Linked DNA regions of Mus musculus: regions 2, 3, 4 and 5 are each linked to region 1. The links are chromatin contacts, called in public HiChIP or PLAC-seq and promoter capture Hi-C maps. All regions are on one chromosome and are shown on one strand. The core of a region is the stretch at or near the end of the contact, and the rest is flanking DNA. Distances in the headings are between cores, read along the strand shown.

Region 1 (2,573 bases), core at 32-2,531:
AGAAACGCTTGTGTCAGATGGCTGAGGAGAATACAGACCTACATTTGTCTACAGAAGCAGACTGACACGAAGTCTCCTGGAGACAGTGGAACTGCTCCCCCTACAAGTGTATTTATATCTAAAATGCTTTGGTGAACACTAGGCAGGAGGATCCCAGGTTCAATGTTAGGCTGAGCAACTCAGAAAGACAAGGTCTAAAGATTTTTTATTTTTAAACTAAAAGACTGAAGGTGTGCTTCAGTGGTGGCATGTACGTGGCCCTGGGTCCAACCCCTAATACCATCTCCATTCAAGACAAACTAAACCAACCAACCAAAAACCAGCTTAAAACTGAACCCGGACAACAGTTCCCTAAAGCACTGCTCAGCTTTCCTAGGTAGAAGGTTCAGATTACGGACACTGGATACTGCGATTACCAAACGGAAGCAGAAGCAAATGTCTTTCTATTTACTAGTACTGAAAGGAACAACACTCCACAAATGCAGAGATGCTACACAACAACCAGCGGCATGATTTGAGGGAGAGGACAATATCCTAGGGCACACGTTAAATCGAATCGCAGATTAAAAAGGTTACTTAACTATACTGTATGGTAGGCGGGTTCTCAAGACAATACCTGGTCCACAGCCTTCAACAGATATGAAGAAACGAGGCTGCTAGGACTAGTGCTACTAAGACCAACCAGTCCACCTGCTACGACCCTGGGCAGATCGTGAGACGGGGTGGATCCTGGGCTGTGAAGCCAAGAGCCGGATGTTGCCCGCTCTATGACTGGAATTTTGACGACAACACGCTACCTTAGCCTCCCTCTAGGACTCTCGGGTACGCAAAGCAAAGTTGGTGCCGACCACCTCCCAAATCCCTTCCAGCTCTGCGTCTGCGCGAATGGCTATTTCTCTTGCCCCCGAAGCGCACAGGAAAGCCCAGGGCCGCCTGGGTCAGGCCGGGCCACCAGGTGTCCTGCCCGCGTACCTGCGGGTCCGGGCTGCAGGCGAGCGTCGCCAGCGGTCCGCTCCTCGGGCTGAGGCCCATGGTGCAGGCCGCGCGTTAGGCTCGGGGTCAGGCAGGTCGCGGGCCTCGCGGGAAGCCATCGCTCTGCCAGCCGCGGAAGCCAGGGAACCGAAGCCATTGCGGGGCCGGCTCTCTGGAAGACCGCCCTGCGCCACAGCAGCGGCCATAAACGCCGCGCGGGCGACCAGCCCGGACCCATAGCTCTCGCCGCGACTTCTCTGGGGGGAGGTGGTGGAGCTTCCGGGCGGCTCCGGGATTCTACGTCACGAAGTGGGCGGGTCTGTAACCGGAAACGGTGATTTAGACGGATTGCCTGGGGAGTAGTTTAAGGAATGAGGAGGACCGTGTGGATGGTGGTGGCTTACGCTTTTACTTTCCGCACTTGGTAGGCCGAGGCAGATCTCTGAATTCAAGGCCAGCCTATTCTACAAAGTGAGTTCCAGGACACCCAGGGATACACAGACAAACCTTGTCTCTCTTTTTTAAAAAAAAGAAAGGAAAGGAAGGAAAAGGAAAAAAAAAAGTGAGCCCAGATAATCTTTATGGGGCTGGAGAAGATGGCTCTATGGTTAAGAGCACTATCTGCTCTTTCAGAGGTCCTGAGAATTGATTCCCAGCAACCACATGGTGGCTCACAACCACCTATAATAGGATCTGATGCCCTCTTCTGTCTTGTAGGCATACATAAATAAATACATCTTAAAAGGAATTAAAGGGTTCCTACCTCTCTCTCTCTCTTTCCTCTTCTTCTTTCTCCTTTCCTTTTCTCCTTCCCTCCCACTTTCTCCAGCCCCTTCAAACCCTCTCTAGCTCTCTCCTTTCTGTTTTTCCTCTCCCCCAAATATGCAGAAATTAACCCTGTCAGATAGGAATTAAGTATTTTTAGCCATTTCCCACTGTCCAAAAAACAAAAAAGCAAACAAACAAAAAACCCTAAATTCAAGAACTAGAAAGATGGCTGAGCAGTCAAAAGTACAGACTGAATTTAATTTCAATGGTATTAAATGCCCTCTTCAGATGAAGTGCACAAACATATTGTACAGACATATAAGTAGGCAAAACACCTGAACACATAAAATTAAAAACACAAAACAAAAATGAATCATACAAAAAAGAAGAAAAAAGTTTGAATGGCGGCATCAGGTATGGTTGATTGCTTTCAAATGAAAGATATGGGTCATTAAATGAAAATCTCAGTGCTGGGTTTGGGATACTATCATCCCTACATTATTGGTCAGGGCAGCTATGGGCCCACCTAAAAACAAGTGAGGCTATTTTGGTTGTCTCCCACAACTAGATGGTAAGACCATACATATTGGTGAAGACAACACTCCTTGTTTTCAAGCTGAAACTAATCTAAAACCTTCTTACCTGCTGCCCAGCTTTCATGGAGTCAGGAGGTGGCATGCAGGTCACTGGGGGAGAAAAGCCATCAGTGGACTTACCCTGAGTGATAATTCCAATGCCAGGCCAGATGCGCCCACTGAGTCAATAGTGCATGAGTTATGGGGTTAGCCAGCCAACCACCTTCTGATTAGATCTGAGCCCTGCCTCACAGGAGG
Region 2 (2,573 bases), core at 22-2,521, 430 kb after region 1:
ACCTGATCATCAGCCAACAATCTCATCACAGTGGCCACAGTAACATGGATAGGGACTATACATGGGTCTGGTAATATCAAAGTATACAGTGCCATCTCTCTATAGCAGGATTCATGGGTCAGCAATTCATGGGTAAAAATCAAATGGGAACGACACTACTTGACCTCAGCAAAATCTTTGCTTCCAGTCCCCAAGATCTTACACTTTGTTAGCACAGAGGTCTTGGCTACAAAGAGCAAAATGTTTCCACCAAAAGACAATCATCACCCTATCCTGGCAGTTGAGTGAGTAAGTCTGTGAGTCCCGCTCTGTCTTCCCTGGATATTGCCCAAGGGTACCACGAGTTCAACCATTGGAAGGAGCTTCTGTGATTCATCCCACATCAAGGTGCAAGTGGTCCCAGAGAAAAGAGATCAGAGAGGCCTCCAGAGCCCAGCGGGGGAAGACGTTTAGTCCTAGACAGTGAGTCAGTCAGCATAAGAAAAGGAGTTAGCAGGTGAGGGCCAGTTTGGATTAAATGTACATAAACTCAAGACTTCCTTCAATACATGACTAACTGGATCTTTCTGTGAAAGGACTGGAAATTGTTCGAAGAGAGAATATAGGACATAGATACTGCCATCTGCTTCTCCAGGAGACCAACAGTCCCAGTGACAACCAGTGACTTCCTTCTGGGAGTCCAACCCCTGAGACACTCCCTGCTGGATCTTGAACCTCCCTGTCTGCCACACTTCTGTCCTCTTCTTCCTCCTTAGGTGTGAAGCCTTTCCCCACAGACCTCCTGGCAGGCAGCTGTTCCACATTCTTTCTTGGGAAAAATACGGTACATCCCTACTGGATCTGGTTGGAGTGACATAATTCCAGCTCTTGAAATCCAACCCAACACAGGGCAGACTGCCTTCCACAGTCTAAACTTATCACCCCCCCCCAAGCTATAATAGACCCCCCCCACACACACACACACCTCTGAAACATACCTCGGTCTTTCCCCCTGTCCTACTGATGCTTCACAGCTTCTGTGCTCTGCCTGGCTTCCTGCAGCTGCTCCTTGGTGGGATGAAGTCGCCATCTCTGCCCTCAGGTCAGTGGAAGCAAATCCTAAAGAGGGCCAAGAGCCACACAAGGAGAGTTAAAGATTTACCAGGCCACCCCAGTCTCCCTGGCAGGAGGATTTCCAAATGTTTCTAGGAAGAAAGAGGTTTCTAGAAGCATGTCTTACATCAGTAGAGCCTGAGAAGGAGCTCAGAGCACATAGGATGAACACGGAAGGGGCTTAGGGAGGGGCCGGTGTGAACACAAAGGCACAGGTCTTCTGGAGATGCCCTTGGGTGCCACCATGTGGCTGTGGGAGCACAGTCATTCACACTGCTACAGACAAAGATGGTAACAGAAAGGCCTACTTGGGTCTTGTCCTAGTAAGCTTCAGCTATGAATGTAACACAGACCTAGAGTCATCTGGGTAGAAAAAAAAAAAAAACAAAAAAAACACGACTGAATGATTGCCTATAACAGACTGGCCTGTGGCCATGCCTGAGAGCCATTTTCTTAATTGCTGATTTATATTAGAGTCCGTCAGGGTGGCCTGTGTCATCCCTCGGCAGGTGGCCCGAGCTGTGTAAGAAAGGCAGCTGAGCAAGCCAGAGGGAAAGGTAAGCAGCATTCCTTCATGGTCTCGGCTTTAGCTCCTGTCTCCAGGTTCCTGCCTGGAGCTCCTGCCCTGGCCTCTCTCCTGCAGATTATCACTTGTAGACTGAAATCAACCTTTTCCTCCTCAAGTTGCTTTTGGTCTTGATGTTTATCGCAGCAACAGAAAAGCAAACTAGATCAGGTCTATTCTTTGCAAAGACCAAAATCGGAAGTTTTTGATGAAGTCAGTTTGGGAGTAAAACCCAGCAGACTTTCCTCTTGGCTCATCCCCACCACCGTCTCCCTCAGCCTGGACTGATCACACAATGTAGATAAAACTACAAAGGAACCATTTGCTTTCTCCCAGAATAAAGTGCTCCCTCATAGATGAGAAAAAGCTTTCCCCCAGCTAGCAAAACACAGAAATGTTTGAACCTGAGTTTTCATATGACTCACAGAACTCACTGTGTCCCAGCGACCTAATCTGATCTGTACTTCCTAAGCAAGGGGCACACTGAGAACAGCATGGTTTCCTTGTTAGAAGTCTAAAGTGACGTGTGCTTATGCTATAAGGATCCTGAAGGATTTGGGGAACAGGGCACATACAGACTCATACACTGGCAAAGAAAACTGCCCTATCCCCCTCCCCCTCCCATTCACTCACCTCACCTTAATAAAGAAGGTCCACTCATAGAACAGTCCCCACCTCCCCTGGGCACCAGGTCAGTGCATAGAATACCATCTAATTAAAATGTTGAGGTGAAAACTATAGACTAGGATATACAGGTGCCTGTGAGGCTGAGCTAAGGGCTAGCAAGCTCTTGCTGCTCCAAAACTGAGAAGCCATGGACTTGGGGGCGGGTCGGGGGGAAGGGCAGGCGTCCTAAATGAAATAATAAGCTTTGGAAGAGTGCTTAAAGTGAAATTAAAGCTTCTCACAACTTCTT
Region 3 (2,573 bases), core at 42-2,541, 340 kb before region 1:
TTCTTAAATGGAATATATTACTTCAACTCTTTCCTCTCACACAATGAGCTTTAAAGTTCTGGAGAGTAGCTGATGAGCCAGAAAATATTCAAAGGCAATATCTTTTTAATATTTAGGGTCTTAGTTATCCTAGAAAGATTGTGGTACAGAAAATTTAAGAAAGAAAAGATGATTTGCTTACTTCAAATTATTTTCAAAAGCTTCCAGGAGATGTTAATTGGCTAAGACCTTACCTTAATGCCTTAAGGTGACTTAAGCCTTTGTTGGATGTTATCAACGGAGAGGCAAATTAACTGGTGAGAAACAAAAGGCTTTGCAGAAAGTAGAGGAAGCTTTTATAATTAATTGTTATCAATTTTAATCAATGGTAATCAAATATTAGCTGCTTATTTTAGTTATTGTTACTCAGTGTGCCCACAGCAATTCTTTGGCAAAAGAGAACATTAATGTAAAATCATCTTTCTTCATCTCCAAGTAAAGTTTTAACATCCTATTATGACATTGCTGTGGTGCTAATAAAGAATTGTAAGATAAAATCATGAAGGAATTTTAGAAAAACAACAACAACAACAACAAAAATGTGTCTTAAAAACCTGACGAGGCATCTGTTCTTTGTTCCAAACAGCAATTAAATTGGTTATTGCAGAATATTGATATTTGGCCTACTGCATAGACTTTCTAGGTAAAACTGATAATTATTATCCAAAAGATAAGTTGTTAAAGATTGCTTCTATGCATGCTTTTGTATTTTCTGTAAATTTATGCATGCATGCATCCCATAAAGACTACATCTACTGTATTTAAAAACAGCCCTTCTATGGGAGAAAAGTATATGTGATTGGATCACATGTTTATTCTTTTGAGTTTCCTCCTGCTTCAGCACAGATAATTAAATTGTGTGCTGTAGCCAGTGTTTTAAAATGTTGAAAAATCAAGCTTTAATTTATATACTAATAGTCTATATATACATATGTACATAACAACACCACAGAGCTGTGTTTGTGCAAATAAACACAAACAAGCTGCACATGCTCCCGAGGATGGATAAGAATAAGTTATTTGAAGACCACAATCCTAAGACATGCGTGGCCGCCAGCCACCATAATTCCCAGGCAGGACCATGGAGCATAAGTAAATTTTAAGTCCCAGTACAGCTAATTTTTATTATATAATTAGGGAGGAATTGTAGCCTCCCCCAGCCTTGAGCAGGCTGGCTCAGACCTGTTCCTCCTCTATGAACAAGACCACCTAGGGTGGAGTCTTCCAACCTAGATAGGTCTATTGTTCTGCCACCTCTGCCATTTTCTCCAAGATGCAGCTACCTGCTGAGATGCTGAACCTGTTCTCCTGACTCTATCCAGATGAAAGGAGATCCTGGTGTGATGGGGGATGGGATGGGTTCCCCCCACCCCACCCCCCACTTTATAAGCTCAGACTCTTAAGTAAATTTTGGGCTTTGATCAGTATCTTTGTCTTGGTCTCGTTATTTCTCTCACCATTTTCTCCCATGCAGCCCCAGCCTCCCTTTCAGGAACCCGGTTCAAGTAGCCTACAGTTATCTCTATCCAAAGTCTCCATAAATATCAAAAACTGGAAGTTCGTAGAGAAGAGGAAGGTACTATTAAGGGAACTAAGAATAGGGAGGCTATATTTGAACCCCAGTTCACTGGCCCAGATAGAACTCTGTTCACAGAGAAGTTAAGCAAAGGGACCTCAAGGCTAGTATCAAGCTTTAGTGTCTTTGCTGAGTCCTTTGGTGTAGCAAGATCTTTATAAAGTAAGAAAGGCTATGGCAGATGTCAGTAACTTAGACCAACATGTAAAGAGTATCTGAAAAATAAAAGAAGCTAAAGGAGAAATATTCTTTTAAGGTTAAGCAGAAAAAGAGGCCTGTCTAGGTTCTTCTAGGTGAAGTAGTATTTATGTTGAGCTAGGGTTGCTAAGGAAAAATCTGATAGAAAGGCATTGTGTGCTAAGGAGCATCTGCCTAAGGAGAAGACATCCTTGACAGAATACAGATGAAGCACACAAGCCTGTCCCAGGAGTGGGTGATCCCCCAGACCAAGGAGGGGACACAGCAAAAGATAAAGCTGGGGTGTAGACTGTTCGCCCAGCTAGAACTGCCCCGACAGCCAGGGATGGTGAATGGGAGGCTGGAGGCATGTGCCAACCCAGGGTCACTCTGACCTAGTGAGCCAGAGGTGCAGCGGGAAAGCAGGGCCACATTTACCTTTGGCCTTGAGTATGTCTGAGCCGACTAAGTCAAATCCACTGAGTTGATCAGGTGTGGAGAAATGAGGGAGGCTCCCAGAACAGGCTCCAGGTCATGTAAACATAATAGTTCAGAGAGAATCGCCAAGGATTACAGAGAACAAATTAAGTTAGCACCTCCTATCTATGCTTTGTACCTGACCTTGATCTTTGGAGGAAGCAAATTGATGGAACCTTTCCATGCTGTATTAGACCTTGCTCATTTCAACCTTAGTTATCATCTTAGTTGTGAACTTCTAGGCTCACCTGACACTTGCTGAGGATGGATGACAACTGACTTTCAGGTGTTTCACCAAGGTTAT
Region 4 (2,573 bases), core at 25-2,524, 290 kb before region 1:
AATTCCTTTTTAAAAAGAATTTTTAAAAAAATAAGAAAATTTCAACTGAGAAAAAATGACACACATACACACTAGACTGGCCTGTGGGCAAGCCTGTGGCAGGACCTCTGATTGATGTAGGAGGGCCCAGCTCACTATTACTATGCTATTAGCAAACAGGCCGAGCAAGCCATGAACAGCAAAGCAATGAGCAGCACCCTCCAGGGGCACTGCATTAGCCCCTGGCCTGGCCTCCCTGGATCATGGCCTACAAGCTATACACTGAAATAAACCCTTTCCTCCTAAGTTGCTTTTGATCAGTGTTTCAATAGAGCAATAGAAACCTAACTAAGACAGACTGATCAAGCTGTTCCATCTCACATTTCCTGTTCAGAATCTTCAGAAAGTTCTAAGCATTACCCAAAACTACACTATTGGGGCAATATGCTGGGAAACCCAACTGCCTGGACACCCCACGAATGACTTGGGGGAAGCTCTATACATCTGGCTTTTCCTTTGTGCACACACATTCTCCAAGTCGTCTGTAACCTCTATTCTCCCAGTTTCCCAGCTGTCAAGAAGAAACCCCTCCTAGGCTATGGGAATTGGGGGCAGATGTGTGTGGAGCCAAAGGAGCAAGCAGCTGTGTTCCCTGCTTCCAGAGAGGAGTCTCGGAAGCTAAGTCCAAAAACCATCTCCCTTGGTTTGGGAGAGCACTGAATTGATGTATAAACTGACATCTACTAACTTTTATAGACCCAATATGTAAATCAATTGTCACTAAGAGAAACAAAAAGGGATCCATTTTAAAAGTAGTTAATCATCCCTTTTGGCAAAGGAGACTCTCAAGTGGTCTCCGAAGAGATTCATTATAGAATAGAATTGTGTGTCTGCAAATTTAATTACAGAGGATGAAATGTGAAATTAATCCAGGCCTCCCGAACAGACTCCCAGAGCGCTAGTACGTTCGTCCGCTGGGTCCGGGTTCGTCCCACCGTGCTCGGACGGACAAGAGTCCGTGAACAGGAGCCCGCCCCGCGGAGCAGAGTTAAGGCCTCACCTCCGGTACTCCAAGTACTCGTCCACTGCCTCCGCACCACCAGGAGGCAACGTCAGCCGCTCCATGGCCGCGGGAAGCGAAAGGAGCCCTTGCCTCGAGCTCTTGAGTCCGCCCTGCAGCTGCCAGGCAGGATCCACCAGACCTGCGCGAGTAACAAACAGCCTTGCCGCCAGAAACTGCCCGGTCCCGCCCCCTTAGCCCCGCCCCGTCCTGGGCCCCGCCCCTCTGTTTCACCCGCTTAGTCCCGCCCTTGTCCCCCTCAGCTCCCGTCCTCTCCCCGCAGCTCCTCCCCAATCAATCTTCCCCCTCCTCTGGGCTCCGCCCCACTTAGCTCCGCCCTCATCCTTACCTCTCCCCAGCTCCCGCTCTACCCTAGCATCCGGCCTGTCCTAGCGCCCCTCTTCTTCCTTGTGCCACGCCCCTTGGCCAAGCCCCGCTTTGCCCCGCCCCTCTTGCTGCTCCAGGCCAAACGTCTCCACCAACCCTCGTGATTGCTTCCGTGGCCCACAGTCTACCTGGCGATCCTCTAAGGGTCCTTGAGCTTAATTTAGCTTGAGCTTCGCCACCCTACCGCTACCTGAGCCCTACAAATTGGCTTCTCCTGCATAGCCCAAGGCTGCAAAACAGATGCTGTTTGCCCACTTCAAACTTCGTGCTCTTCACTGCTTCATTCCCAGAGTCTCCTTAAGAATAAGTGCAGTGCCAGGATACAATGGGTTCTCAAAACAGGGTTTATATACCTCTTCCCATTTAATCAATCTCTCGAAATGTACGTAGTCTTGGAGAATTGGCCACTTGGAGCGGTAGCTAAGAGTGCTTGCTGTGCGATCATAAGTACCAGAGTTCAGATCCCAGCACCCACATAAAGAACCAGGCATCTCAGACTCTTAATACCCCAGTTTCAAGGTAGGTGGAGACAGAAAAATCAATGAGGTTTGCTGGCTTTCAGCCTAGACAAGAAAATCCCAACCCTGGGTTCAGGGAGAGACTACATGAAAGGATTAAATGGAGCATGATAGAGGAAGACACCCAACCCTTTCCTCTTGCCCACTGGCCTCAGAGCTTGTTTACACTGCTGCACGCACCCATTCACAATCACACACTTCGAATCAGTACATCTCTGAAGTGTGGGGGAGGGGTGTCAACGTCCATGTTTTCAGTATTACGGTTGAGGCTGAGAACTGAGCATAGAAGCTTAGTTGGACAGCATGAGTTTAGCATACTGAGACCCTGGGTTCAAGTCTCGATGCCACTGGAAAATAATAAAATATAAAACCAGCAATCCTGAGTACCAGTGCAAGTGACAAGGAAAAAAAAATGTTCTCCAAAGAAAATAACAGGTTAAGGAAGAACAAGCAGAAACAATTCAGCCAAGTTCTTGCCTTCCGGGTAGGAGCACAAAGCCTTTGAGCTGCTAGGTAAGCTCTGTACTGCCAAACTATACACCTGACTCCAAGATAAGTCTGTTTCAACATTTAAAAAGAATCTCCACGCATTTTATATAAAAATGGAATTATCATCCGTTAGTAATTTA
Region 5 (2,573 bases), core at 39-2,538, 260 kb before region 1:
GTGCCCTTCACTGCTATCTGACGCTGCCCGAAACACTCGTCCTTTTGTTGGTCGTTACCGGCACCAAATTCCCATTGGTGCCATTGGTAGTGTTGGTGGCTGAACCGTTCACAACAATATAGTCGACTTTGCTCTCCAGCTTCACCAAGCGCTGCAAAATGTCATCTAAGAGGACTGCAATCGTTCTCTTCAGATCAGCTATGGGGAAAAATTGGAATCAATCATATTAAATAGCAATAGAGCACTTAATGTTTACATCTTTACAGTTTAAGGGAAAGAGGTAAACAATTATCAGGATATCTGAAAGCAAAAGTGTTTCAGAAAAGATACTTGGAGCCCAACAGGGAAAGTCTCATACCGATCATCACTAGCACCACACCCAAAGCAGCAGAGTTACAAGCACACCAGAACTCTCCACTTCTGAGAGCCGTGCATCGGATTGAAAGTCTGGCTCAAAACATCAGTCCCTTTGTAAGCAACAACATTTAACATTTAGACTGTTTCTTACTGTTAAAAAACACATTTATTTTATGTGTATAGGCACTTGGTCTGCATGTATGTCTGTGTACCATGTATATGCCTAGTGCCCAGAAGCCAAGGAGGGTGGTGGATTCCATGCTAGAGTTAAAGACAGCTGTGAGCTCCATGTGGGAGCTGCTGGGTTCTCGGGAAGAGAAGCCAACGCTCTTACCAGTGAGTCATCTCCTGGGACGCTGAGTTGCTGAGTAGGTATAAGGAGGCTGGACCAGGCAGGTGGAGAACTAGTGAAGGCAGAACAGGAGAGCCCCATAAGCAAATTACCCCCATAAAAGCCAGACCCTGAAGCTCCATGGGGAACGGGGGTGGGGAGCCAGGGCACAGGGCCGGCGACCTGCTCTGACCTACTCCAGGCTACTCCAGCAGCCTCTGGCTCCATGCTGAGGACAAATGCAGAGGCTTTGGGCTTTGCATTCGTGTTTGTGTGCAGGTGCTACTGCCTGGCCAGCACTAACCATGAAGCATTAACTGGCAAATGCTCCATATGAACAAGAGGGCAAACCCCAGACCCATGATGGATGCAGCATCCTCGCCTGGGAGGATGGCAGAGAGACATTTAACACTGAGACATGGCAACGGCCCACCCACCTGTGGTGCAACCATCCCACTCTAGCAAGACAGGACGGATGTAGAGGGCGGTTCTGAAGCTTTGATCAGGAATCTGTGGTTACTGATACTGAAGGTCTTTGCCCCCTATTGGATTTTGATCTATCAATAAAGACGCCAGTAGCCAATTGCTGAGTATAGGGCGGGACACTGAAACTTGAGCGGGTAGGATGCAGAGAGAGAATCAGAGGACTCCAGAGGAAGAAGGGAACACAGTAACAGCAGGAAAAAAGCCAACCTACCGCGTGAGTTTTCTGGCCACTTTCCCAACTGGGTCTGGGGTAGCAGGGGAAGGATTAGGAGTGGCCAGTCATTGAGTTAGCCAAGGCATTTTAAGAATAACTGGAGTGTGTGTGTGTGTGTGTGTGTGTGTGTGTGTGTGTGTCTGTGTGTGTGTCTGTGTGTGTCTGTGTGTGTGTGTCTGTGTGTGTGTCTGTGTGTGTGTGTGTGTGTGTGTGTGTGTGTGTGTCTGTGTCTGTGTGTGTGTCTGTGTCTGTGTGTGTGTGTGTGTGTGTGTGTGTGTCTGTGTGTGTGTCTGTGTGTGTGTCTGTGTGTGTGTGTGTCTGTGTGTGTCTGTGTGTGTGTGTGTGTCTGTGTGTGTGTCTGTGTGTGTGTCTGTGTGTCTGTGTGTGTGTGTGTCTGTGTGTGTGTGTGTCTGTGTGTGTGTCTGTGTGTCTGTGTGTGTGTGTGTGTGTGTGTGTGTGTGTGTTGTGTGTGTGTGTCTGTATGTGTGTCTGTGTCTGTGTGTCTGTGTCTGTGTGTGTGTCTGTGTGTGTCTGTGTGTGTGTCTGTGTGTGTCTGTGTGTGTGTCTGTGTGTGTCTGTGTGTGTGTCTGTGTGTGTCTGTGTGTGTGTCTGTGTGTGTCTGTGTGTGTGTGTCTGTGTGTGTGTGTGTGTGTCTGTGTGTGTGTGTGTGTCTGTGTGTGTGTCTGTGTGTCTGTGTGTGTGTGTGTCTATGTGTGTGTGTGTGTCTGTGTGTGTGTGTGTGTCTGTGTGTGTGTGTGTCTGTGTGTGTGTCTGTGTGTGTCTGTGTGTGTGTGTGTGTGTGTCTGTGTGTGTCTGTGTGTCTGTGTGGTCCCGGGCAGGTGCACACCTGACCAGCCAGGAGCACAGAGCAGTATAGGATTGCCGCAACAGACTGAGAACTCCAAGCTCTCCACAGCACTTCAGTTCAGCAGGGTCCCCTCTGCTTGATGAGCCCTAATCAAACCCCTGCCCATCCATCCAGACGCCGCCCTGCACCCTGACTGATGCTCTAATCCTGTGGACCTGGCCGTGGCTTCTCAGCTCCTTCCTCAGCTCCGCCTCAGCAGGCCTCTCTGCAGCTCCTCACTGAGAGGCTCAGAGCTTGTCTAATTTTCAGGGACTAGTTTCTATGAGCTCTCACCTCGGACTTAGTGAGGCCTCTCCGAACCCTGTCATCAACCTTTT

The links. Promoter capture Hi-C pulls out the DNA fragments that hold promoters and counts their contacts. HiChIP or PLAC-seq counts read pairs in DNA pulled down with a chosen protein or histone mark.
Region 2: a promoter capture Hi-C map of pre-B cells shows a contact between it and region 1, with 2.3 times the contacts expected there. The contact joins the promoter of Gimap8 here to the promoter of Malsu1 in region 1. A contact is called at or near these places in 1 of 39 promoter capture datasets (pre-B cells) and 2 of 484 Hi-C or Micro-C datasets (the 3T3-L1 cell line and stem cell-derived neural stem cells).
Region 3: a contact with region 1 is called in an H3K4me3 HiChIP or PLAC-seq map of embryonic stem cells, with 15 read pairs. The contact joins the enhancer-like site here to the promoter of Malsu1 in region 1. A contact is called at or near these places in 2 of 39 promoter capture datasets (embryonic stem cells and liver), 3 of 484 Hi-C or Micro-C datasets (CD4 T cells, neural progenitor cells and trophoblast stem cells) and 8 of 115 datasets of contacts at active chromatin or transcription factors (T-cell acute lymphoblastic leukemia, bone marrow-derived dendritic cells, embryonic basal ganglia and 4 more).
Region 4: a contact with region 1 is called in an H3K27ac HiChIP or PLAC-seq map of extraembryonic endoderm stem cells, with 9 times the contacts expected there. The contact joins the promoter of Fam221a here to the promoter of Malsu1 in region 1. A contact is called at or near these places in 9 of 39 promoter capture datasets (the 3T3-L1 cell line, cranial neural crest, embryonic stem cells and 4 more), 15 of 484 Hi-C or Micro-C datasets (8-cell embryo, embryonic stem cells, large pre-B cells and 6 more), 25 of 115 datasets of contacts at active chromatin or transcription factors (the 230-238 cell line, the SCID.adh cell line, T-cell acute lymphoblastic leukemia and 15 more) and 3 of 9 other capture datasets (adipose tissue, liver and pancreatic islet).
Region 5: a contact with region 1 is called in an H3K27ac HiChIP or PLAC-seq map of embryonic stem cells, with 5 times the contacts expected there. The contact joins the enhancer-like site here to the promoter of Malsu1 in region 1. A contact is called at or near these places in 12 of 39 promoter capture datasets (the 3T3-L1 cell line, 3T3-L1-derived adipocytes, the C10 cell line and 9 more), 4 of 484 Hi-C or Micro-C datasets (CD4 T cells, the G1E-ER4 cell line, nephron progenitors and 1 more), 12 of 115 datasets of contacts at active chromatin or transcription factors (the 230-238 cell line, the SCID.adh cell line, astrocytes and 7 more) and 4 of 9 other capture datasets (adipose tissue, liver, macrophages and 1 more).

The regions. Positions count from the first base shown.
Region 1 is chr6:49,072,503-49,075,075 of GRCm38.p6, reverse strand. It overlaps Malsu1 (mitochondrial assembly of ribosomal large subunit 1), which reads right to left and starts at 1,281. Exons shown (of 4, transcript NM_029353.1): 1 at 973-1,281. The coding sequence starts at 1,210.
Region 2 is chr6:48,645,932-48,648,504 of GRCm38.p6, reverse strand. It overlaps Gimap8 (GTPase, IMAP family member 8), which reads right to left and starts at 1,271. Exons shown (of 6, transcript NM_001077410.1): 1 at 1,220-1,271; 2 at 978-1,098. The coding sequence starts at 1,069.
Region 3 is chr6:49,411,944-49,414,516 of GRCm38.p6, reverse strand. The region is part of intron 6 of Stk31 (serine threonine kinase 31); the gene reads right to left. Among named protein-coding and RNA genes, the nearest start is that of Stk31, 18 kb to the right of the region's middle. Within about 2 kb of position 1,291, at least 8 of the 459 cell types and tissues checked have an H3K27ac peak or open chromatin away from gene starts, as enhancers often do. A contact at or near this core is called in embryonic stem cells, where this site is marked.
Region 4 is chr6:49,366,440-49,369,012 of GRCm38.p6, reverse strand. It overlaps Fam221a (family with sequence similarity 221, member A), which reads right to left and starts at 1,274. Exons shown (of 7, transcript NM_172727.3): 1 at 1,040-1,274. The coding sequence starts at 1,104.
Region 5 is chr6:49,337,451-49,340,023 of GRCm38.p6, reverse strand. It overlaps Ccdc126 (coiled-coil domain containing 126), which reads right to left. Exons shown (of 3, transcript NM_175098.6): 3 at 1-198. The coding sequence ends at 14. Among named protein-coding and RNA genes, the nearest start is that of Ccdc126, 19 kb to the right of the region's middle. Within about 2 kb of position 1,288, at least 37 of the 459 cell types and tissues checked have an H3K27ac peak or open chromatin away from gene starts, as enhancers often do. A contact at or near this core is called in embryonic stem cells, where this site is marked.